Linked DNA regions of Danio rerio: region 1 is linked to region 2. A link is a contact called in public Micro-C data. All regions are on one chromosome and are shown on one strand. Each heading gives the region's core, a stretch centred on a gene start, on an enhancer-like site or on the middle of the called end of the contact. The rest is flanking DNA. Distances are from core to core; before and after follow the strand shown.

Region 1 (5,133 bases), core at 1,125-3,624, 200 kb after region 2:
AAACGAGACACAAAGGAATTCTATGTGACCAGATGTGAAGAAAAGTAATTTTGGTGGGAGGGAAGGTGGTTTGATTAAAGATTATGCAAATTAATTTTTACTAAATAATGAAAGGCACAGATGCATCGTTTATACCAAGCCCTATTGATAGATAAAATACAAATCAGATTATGTATACATTTTGATTTCATTGCGATTTTAAATCCATTCGCATTAACTTAAACTAAACTACTTCACTTAAAAAGATAGTTCACCCCAATAATTGGAAAAGTCTGTCATAATGACTTGCACTCCAATTTTTTCAAATCTGTTTGCATTTCTCCTGTTGAATAAAAGGTTTTCGCTATTTTAGTTTCACGCATTCGAACAGTATCTCTCGTGTTTCTGGGTGTTAATTCACTGACTTTTCGGGAATATAAAGACCCAGGACGGTTTTACCCTGTGCCGTTTGGGTTAAAATGACATATGGACTGTTGATGGGTTGGTTGTTCTCTTGTATTCAAACCCATTTGTTACCATTAAACATCTCATCATCTCATGTGAATTGTGGGAATGGCAGAACGAGTTAGCAAGAAGCAGTGGTGTAAAGTAACAAATTACAAATTCTCAAATTACTGTAATTGAGTAGTTTTTTCCCTTGAGTACATTTTTGCGGTATCTGTACTTTTACTCCACTACTTTCCTTACACCTACAGTCACTAGCCTACTTTATTATTTCCTCTCAATATGGATTAAAATCAGTCCTGTGATTCCTGTCCAATCAAATTGCACATAGAAAGTAAATCGCCTTACATTAAACTGCCTTAAGAAATGCAGCAAACTGTTTGGAAGCATTAAAAGTGTCCAAAAAGATACTTTACATGCAATGGCCCAGAGACTGTTTGGTCTGAATGTCACTGATAAGAAGATGACGGATGTTTATTTATGATGACCGAAATGGCTTGAAACAATAACTGAATGCACTACAGAATGTTACGTTTACACACACACACATACACACACACACACACGCACAAATTACATTTCAACGCATCAATTTTTTCCAGCATAATACTCACTACTCTTGAGTACTTTTATAAAGGTTACTTTTTACTTATACTTTGAGTAATATTTACAACAGATAACTTTACTCTACTTGCACTATATTTTTGGGCAAGTAATGGTACTTTTACTTGAGTATGATTTTTCAGCATTCTTTTTATCACTGGCAATTAATTTGTCCGGTGCCTGATTTGACAATTTTTTTTCTCATCATAAAGCCAAACTTAATAATTTATGTAAATATAACGATACAGTCAAAAGAAATGACAGGCCTGTCAAATTTTAGTATGTCATTAAAGAATCTCAAAAAACTAAAGAATCTCAAAATGTTTGGAACAACTTATTTATTGAAAAATAAAGGAAAACTAAACACACAATCCTGAGGTGTTCCGATATTTACAACCTTACATTTTATACGTGAATACAGGCCCATAGGGGAGGTTTAAGTGGATCGGAAGACCCACCCCTCACTGACAAAGGTCCAGAATTTGTCCCATACCAAAGCTCATTTATCCCATTTTGACTGCTAAGCCATAATGAATTGTGAAAATAACACATCGAAAAAGTGTTTGAGCCCAAGCCGAATCCTGTTGGCTGTCGGTACAGAATTTGGGATACCGAATTTGGCAATTTTGATGCCAGAATCAGTGTATCAAATTCTGAATGAGAAAGTTGAATGTGCTGGCCAGTTTGTTATTTGTCTCATAAATGATAATGGGCTACACTTTTTTTTTAAAAACAGATTCTTATTTTTTCCAATGATATTTGATGTTATAAATTTCATTCATTTTCTTGTCAGCTTAGTCCCTTTATTAATCCGGGTGTGCCACCATGGAATGAACCGCCAACTTATCCAGAACATGCAAACTCCACACAGAAATGCCAACTGACCCAGCTGAGGCTTGAACAAGCGACCCTCTCGCTGTGAGGCGACAGCACTACCTACGGCACCACCTTTATTAAATTTGTATTTTTAAAATAAGCATATATTTTTGTATATATTATTGTATTATTTCTTTATTCCAAATCTCTTTTTTTGTTACATCAATGTTTTGGAACATCAAAAAGTGTGACCATGCGAAAAGCTGATCCAGAAAAAAAGTGTTTAAAATCCTATTTCGATAGGCTGGCTGCAGGCCTGGAATATGTATTTATTTTCCGTATGCGAGGCTATAATAAATACATTTAGATTATTCGATAGAGACTTTTATTATCGCGCCGTATGATTTCTACCCTTGGCGAATGACCCCGCAGCGCTCAGGTTGATTAACCCGGAAGTACCCACGCATCTCACTGAGCACTCCGTCCGGTTCTGCGGGCTCAAGGGGAGAAGCGCTGAAGCACCATGGCTCTGCTCTAATCGCGTTTATTAAGACAAGTGTGATCAACTTACCGGCAATCCGTCACCATCCGCGCCTTAAACATGGACCTCCAGTCAAGAGGCTCGTCCTGGGGCCATCAGCTCTGTCGGCAGTAACATCTGAAAACTGTATTTATTCTCTTTTTCCCCCATACTGTCACTTTTTCTCGCCTTTGCACGCTACATGGGATTTAAACCTAAAGTGTCAGCCGCTAGCCAACACTTCTCCCTCTGTTTACCCAGATATTCCCGAGGAAACCAAGACGCCCTCCGTTAACAACGAAGAATAGCAAAAAGAAACTTTCCAGAAACACGTTGACGACGTCTCGCCCTCAAGTTTCCCCGTTTGTCTGCGGAGCCGGTGAGTAATCCTACTGCCTATGCTAACTTTGATAGCCGCGTTTAAACCGATAATCGCAGGGGCCAAGCGGGCCTAGATTGACACTGGCGACGGGTTTAATGCTGAGTTGTGTTCGCCTATCAAACTATTTTTTCCGTTAAACGCTCTCCCTTAAGTTGCCACTAATATCTGTGTAGTATTTTCTCCATGTTGGGTGTTATTTCCTCGGTTTTTCGCTATTCCAGTTTCACGCTTTCGTATTGCTCGTGTTTCGGGGTGTCAATCTGCTGACATATCGGGAATATAAATACACGAGACTATTTGACCCCGTAAGGTTTGTGTTAAAATGACATATGAACTGTTGATGAGTCGGTTGTTCTGTTGTATTTAAACGCATTTGTTTCCGTTAAACGTCTTATCATCTCGTGATGAATTGTGGGAATGCCAGCACGAGGACGGTGGAATAAGTTTGTCCGGTGCGTAATTTAACGTTTTTTCCTCATCAAAAAGCCAAACTTTACATTAAGTTGTGTATATATAACGATACAGTCAAAATAAACGACATGCCAGTCAGATTCCAGTGTGTCATTGATTTGGAGAGGGAAGCTAATAAGCTAGTGCGGGCGACTGCACACTTCCCCACACGTTTATTGAGGGCCCAGTTTGTTTTTGCTAAATCTACACATAGTTTCCGACGTGGGTTTATGTGTATAGCGTGTTGTTGATGTGGTTAACTTTTTTGTTCTAAAACGAAAAGCTTGTTTTGGTGGAGACCGCTGAGAGTATGTTAACGTGTCAGTGCCATATGGAGGAGGCTAGCGCTGTTAGCCGCGCCGGCAGAGCATCATGGCTGCGGTGTGACACGTCTGTAGGAGAAGCGCGCTGCTTCATCGCACTTTCGGGAACAGAGCTTGCAGGAAACTTAACATTTTGGAAATTACCCCATAATTTTTTTTTCTTTTTAACTGCATGCACTTTAGTGTTTATGTGGATAACCTGATTAAACATTTTCTGTTTTATGTTATTAACATTATTTTACTACGTTTTTATGTTGGAGTTTCGCTTTCTGCGTTAAATTGAGTATCTGGTCTCTTGTAATATTGTATTTGGTCCTCATATAAATCAGTCTACTGTACTGAATAGTTAAAAGGTTGATAACCACAGATAAGAAGTTTAATGCACACCCAAATCTGTGGAATGACGACCTCAGTTAACATTTACTTTAATGGTGTGGGGGATGGAAGTGAATGAGCGTGCAATGCATCATCGTTAGAGTAATGCTTAAGAAAATCTTTATTCTGTGAACATGAATAACTGACAACCCATTTTAAACAAAGCTTTTGGCTATTTTTAAGCTTGCACGTTTTGTGGATAACACAAAATGCTGGTGTAAATGGGCTTTGAATGGTTTGGTATTGTCTACCTTTGACCACCTCCAGAGGTTGTCAGATGCATTTGATTACAGATTTGTAGTGTCGCTTTTGTAGTGTAAATGCTCATGTGGTCAAAGCATTCAGAAATCCACAAAGCACAGCCTACTTTTCGCCTATTGACTTTTTTGTTACAGGATAGGGTGTAATGTGCTTTAAACTGCTGTCTTCTGAAATTGTAAGTCAATTGACTGAATAAAATGTAAAAGGCAGGACATACTTTGCAGCCTTGATTCTAACACAAATTTAAATAGTGTAGTTTTGCGCTTATTAGAGTAGCAGAAACAGTTGTTTATTTTCATTTTGCATTCATGCAGATGTATTATAGAAACATGGCTTCCTCTACTTTCATCCTTCCATGGCAAGGCGCCACACCAAAATTCACCCCGCCACTACTACGTTACTTCTCATTCAAAACATGTAGTTGTTGTTGGTTTTTGATAGCGGCATATAACCTCATCAAAACGTGTTAAAAGGTGAGTGAATTATAACAGCTCAAACTTTTCTGTAATCATAGGCCCAGTTTACACTAATGCGTTTTAGTTTGAAAACATAAGTTTTGCTATGGATATGCCATCCACACTACGCCAAAGTTTTTGAGTGCCGAAAACGGAGCGTTTTGGAAAAGCTTAAGAGGCCGTTTTCATCCTAAAATGCTGCTGCTTTGTCTCAGTGTTGATGGGGGAAAACAGAAACATCTGAAAACAGAGGCGGGGCTGCAGACATTCGCCTCTCTGATTGAGGCTTTTCCTTAATATTAAGTAGCCTACACACACCGTTCAGTTTTGCATCATCCCCCTGTAAGTTCAGACTACGCAAGTTTGATATAGAAAACAGACCCTTGACAACATGTTGAGAACATGTTGTTTCACTTTCTTAACAATAAAATAAAAACATGAAGGAACTGCTATCCGCTTGTTAAGTGTGACATCACGCGAAGCAGCTTCCGGGTCCAAGCACTC
Region 2 (5,073 bases), core at 1,809-4,308:
CGATAGGGTAAAGTGAAGAAAAAAACTCGAGAGAACCAGGCTCAGAAATTACATCTATTGACCATTTCAATGTGGTCATGTCCTTGGCCCATGAACATTTCCTGCTTATCGAGCTATTTCATAGCTGTAACAAGAGACAATTCAATCCTAACTTCTTGTTAAAACAGATGTCATAACATTATTTATCAATATGTGACTCTTATTGGATTCTCTGAAGCTATAGAAATTATAAATGCATCCCAGGAAATGTAATGGGACCATTTTTTTTTTTATTTTTTTTTTTACATGCCTAAAAATAGTCTGTTATTGATCTTGTTTGGTTAGGATCTACTCGTAAACTTACTAGTCTCCTGTCTGAAAAGCTATTACCAAGTCATTTTTCAGCCATACTAGACCAGTACTTTTACATATTTCTAAGGTTAACATATGCAGATGTGTAATTCTATACCTTTTCCTTTAGGTGTTTTAGGGTCAATTGTCCACTATCCACCTTTTCATACAGTGCCTTCGGACGGACAGAGTCAAAAAAACATTGATCAAGTTCCTGTGCTGAAGTGTCCACATTAACAATTGTCTAACCAGACCAGCCCAACCACATTACTCCAAAAAGAGTCCAGTCTTTCTCCTGAATGCACAAGTCTTAAAGAGGTAGTTAAAATTTTAAATTCTGTAATCATTTAACCATCTTGTTCCAAAACCCAACTGAGCTTCATTCTTCTGTTAAACACAAAGGAAGATATAATGAAGAATGTTGGTGGGAAATAAAAAACTGTCATTGACTTCAATAATATTTTTGTGTTCCTACTATGGATGTTAATGGCTGCTTTTCCTCACATTTTTCAGAATAACTTGTTTTGTGTTTGACATTAGAACGAAAAGTTTTGAATCACTTTAGTGAGATTAAAAGGTGAGGATATTTTCATTTTGGGTGAACTATCATTTTAAGGACAACTCACAACTTTCATCAGAATATACTGTCAAGTTTTGTTGATCATAAACTCACCAAATGACAACCGACAATGACAAAAATCAAGCAAGCACAAACTAGGACACACTGATTCATCAAAACACTGGTTGGCATCTGTTAGCCGTTTATAATGCATGTGAAAGTTCTGAAATCCTATATATATATATATATATATATATATATATATATATATATATATATATATATATATATATATATATATATATATATATATATATTGTAAATAAATATTCAGTGTTCATGTAAATGTCTTTACTTAATTATCTTAAACTAAAGTTATTGAAAAAATTGTGATAATATATTAATCAGATATTGTTGAGGAATGTTCTTGCATTGAGTTTCACAGTAATTTCTGGGCCTCCAAAAATAATTTGAGCTGTTACTGTATATTGTGTGTAGTTGTAATCATTTTATGCCACTAATTAACGCTTTACCCTTTCCTTTTGTAAGTTTATTTCCCCACGCTGTTTAAAATGTTGTTTTTTGTCCAAGTATTGTGTAAAATAGCTAAAAACATGTTTACCAAAATATTTTGCTGTATTTGACACTAGTTCATGCAAAAATGCCAAAAGCAAATGTGCAAATTCAATATTTTTTTCTAGTCTACACTTTTATTGTTATTTATTGTAATTTTCTGTAATAAAGATATTGAAAAAAACATGACAGAATGATGTTTCTGTTTTACAAACAGTATATTCTACCCCCTACTCCTTAATATAATCATCAGGAGACAATCTGCATTTGTACATTTTTCAAATGCTTCATCCAGTGTGGTTTATAAGCATGTTACCCATTGGGACACAACTGTGGATTCAGGTTTAAGTCCCCACCAGGATATAAAACAAGTACACACTCACATACACGTACATCTATTTTTATAAGGTCATCCTATAGACATAATGATTTTCATATTGTACAAACTGTATTCCCCAGCCTACCTCTAAACCCAAAAGTCACAAGAAATAAAATCTGCATTATACGTTCAAAATACATTCATTATGCGTTAATTTTGAGCCATTTCTTTATTGTTACAAAAAATGTCCCCACGAGGTCAAAATATAATGGTGTTTTTATACCTGTGGGGACACTGGGCCCCATAAACACACAAGGTATGCACATGCCCACACACATGTACACAGATATGAAAATAGTATGGGACCACTTGACAATTCCGTTTCACTGGATTTATTTGATTTATGTACGTTTTAACATTTATTCATTTTCTTTGCTTAGTCCTTTTATTAATCGGGGGTTGCCACAGCGGAATGAACCACCAACTTATCCAGCAAATGTTTCAGCAATTGCCCTTTCAGTCGTAACCCAATACATTACGGGCAATTTAGCTTATTCATAGCTTATTTATGGCTTTTGGGGGAAACCAGAGCACATGCAAACTCCTCACAGAAATGCCAGCTGACTTAGCCAGGGCTTGAACCAGCAACCTTCGTGCTATAAGGCGACTGCGACCTACTGAGGCACCGAGTCCCTAACACCCTATGGGTTAAAATAAAAATATTTTCAGAGCATGTTGATAAGAATAACAATTTTTATCATTTGGTTTGATTGACAATTGGGGTTTTACACCAAATATGTAAAGTGTGTGGATGAATGAATATCAACTGTGTCCGTTTAAAAAGATTGCATGTTTCAATGAGCAGTGTACTTTTAAATACTTTTATTTTTACTGCTAGGTAAACCTTGAAGGACTAGTTGACAAAATGTACCGCCGGTGAACTGCACTTCACCTTGGCCAAGAGTGTCGGAATGTTTTCGTGTCAAATGGCCTCTTCTCTCACATTACATCACACACAGCTCAGCCCTAGCGGTGGGGTTTGTTTCTACCGGAAGGCTGTTCTGGTCGTAATAGATTTTGGGCAACATTAAACGAGTTAACTTTAAAAAGTACTAGTACATTTTTTAGAAATACATTTGTTTATTGTTTCATGGCGTTCGGTTAATTTAATAGACGTGTTTTAGTGTTTTATGAGTGACGGAACGGCGTTACATGAGGTTACATCATGCGAGTTTCCACACGGAGGTTTTATTAGCTGGACCGTAACAGCTCATACAGAAACAAAACCGACTAGCAACACCAGTCTATGAAATTCTGATCACCTTGACTTCTGCATAGGTTACTTCATCACTATTTTTATTTGAAGACTTACACGAGACGATGGGAGTGCCTAAGTTTTATCGATGGATATCAGAGCGGTATCCGTGTCTGAGTGAAGTTGTCAAAGAGCATCAGGTGAGCTAGTTTGGCTAAATATAACAGGCCGCATAGAGATCATTACAGATCTGAGAACAGAAAATCTGCCTTTACACTTTACCAAGCTACAAAACACTACAATTATTTTGCCTTCGCCCTTAACATGTTACGTGTAAAGTAAATTTTATCATTTTATAAAAACTATTTTTTTCTCCGATGTACAACAACATAATGACTGCTTCAAAGATTTTGAGAACTGTCTTATCTAGTCAGACAACATTTTATGATATGAAGCCTAGAGGTTATGGCATAGAGGTAAAGTTGGTTTTATATTCGGATATTCAGACATTCTTCTGAACTATATAATTTCAGAAAAGTATTCTTTGCAAGTTCTAAATAGGGAAACCATGATAGCAGCCAATGACTATCAAAGTACAACATTGTTCACAGTGAACTCGATAATGTTAATGTTGTTTAGAAGTCATACTTGCATGCTAATTCCGATCGAATGTTCAAAGTAACATGGTAAACAATATGGAGACTGCTTATTGAACGAATGTGTAAGTATAAAACCAACTTTACCTCTTCTTACTGGCTAGGTTTTTTAAACACGGGTTTTGTTCTGTATTCTTTGTTTTTATTGTGGTAAACTAGTTATAGAGACGAATTTGGAGATTTCTTGTCAATAGTACAGAATAATTGTTAGCTTTTCAATTTCATTTGGCTACTTTATTTTTTTTCTAGTCATTTTTTATACACACATAAACACACAGTGCTCAGCATAATTGAGTACACCTCATTTTGAAAATAAATACTTTTGTCCATTTCTCAGTGATTATAGGCAATGTATTTTTTAATGCGTTTAAACGAAACAGATTTATTATTACAGATATATTTATTAAAATAATATTTTAGTCACCAAACATATTTAGAAATTAAAAGATAATACAATTAAATCCAAGCAAAATATTGCAAAAAGAACAAAAAACAAATTACGACCTACAAAAATTCGACAAAATCGTTACATTTTTTGTTTGCTTCTTGATTTTTCCTCCTTTTAAATATAGTAATAAATATTTTTGTATAACAGAAATTTGGGTGTACTAGTTTTTGGACAATTATCGTAAGTTATTTTCTTAGATAATCCCCAGATTTGGCTTCATTACTGACTAATCTATATATATTTATATATATATATATATATATATATATATATATATATATATATATATATATATATATATATATATATATATATATAATGATAAAAAAAATTAGCCAAATTAATTTAAAAAACAAACAATTATTCTGTACTATTTACAAGAAATGCCCAAATTCAACACTATTATAACTAGTTTACTACAATAAAAACAAATAAAAAAGAATTATATAATATATTATTTAAATTATGTTTTAAATGGTATTAATAAATTTTTATTTACATATTTTTAGAAATCTGTTCTTTATCTTTTATACAAATACAGATTTGTCAGTTTTTGAAAACTGATTTTTCATTTTTTTGCTAATTTAAATTTTATATTAATAAACGCTTGACTTTAAATGTTAATGTATATGGGATAAAGATGAGACATCCCTTTTTTGTTTTCAAATATGTTTGAAAAATTGTTCATGTACGTTTAAAAGAATAGACATTTCAAAATCAACGCAAAACAAAAATAAAGTGTTTAATGTTTCAAATACATTTTGTGACGATAAAGTGTCAAAAGATGAGAGGCTGTTTTACATAATAATTTTATCAAAATGGATACATCTATGCCAAAATTTACCCACATTCTTATTTGCCCCTGTTCTTATCAAAATATCTGAGAGTTAAATGGTCATTAATATGTCTTTTCAGGGTTCAATGCTAAGGATT

The links. Hi-C and Micro-C count contacts between places; a contact is called where the count stands out from the background.
Region 1: a contact with region 2 is called in a Micro-C map of caudal fin, with 2.6 times the contacts expected there. The contact joins the promoter of eif4g1a here to the promoter of xrn1 in region 2. A contact is called at or near these places in 1 of 18 Hi-C or Micro-C datasets (caudal fin) and 1 of 4 datasets of contacts at active chromatin or transcription factors (embryo).

Annotation. Positions count from the first base shown.
Region 1 is chr2:19,166,801-19,171,933 of GRCz12tu, forward strand. It overlaps eif4g1a (eukaryotic translation initiation factor 4 gamma, 1a), which reads left to right and starts at 2,375. Exons shown (of 32, transcript NM_001080200.1): 1 at 2,375-2,530; 2 at 2,645-2,762.
Region 2 is chr2:18,963,327-18,968,399 of GRCz12tu, forward strand. xrn1 (5'-3' exoribonuclease 1) reads left to right here and starts at 3,059. Exons shown (of 42, transcript NM_201033.2): 1 at 3,059-3,236. The coding sequence starts at 3,162. It overlaps mhc1haa (major histocompatibility complex class I HAA), which reads left to right. Exons shown (of 6, transcript XM_003197841.6): 6 at 461-1,199. The coding sequence ends at 567.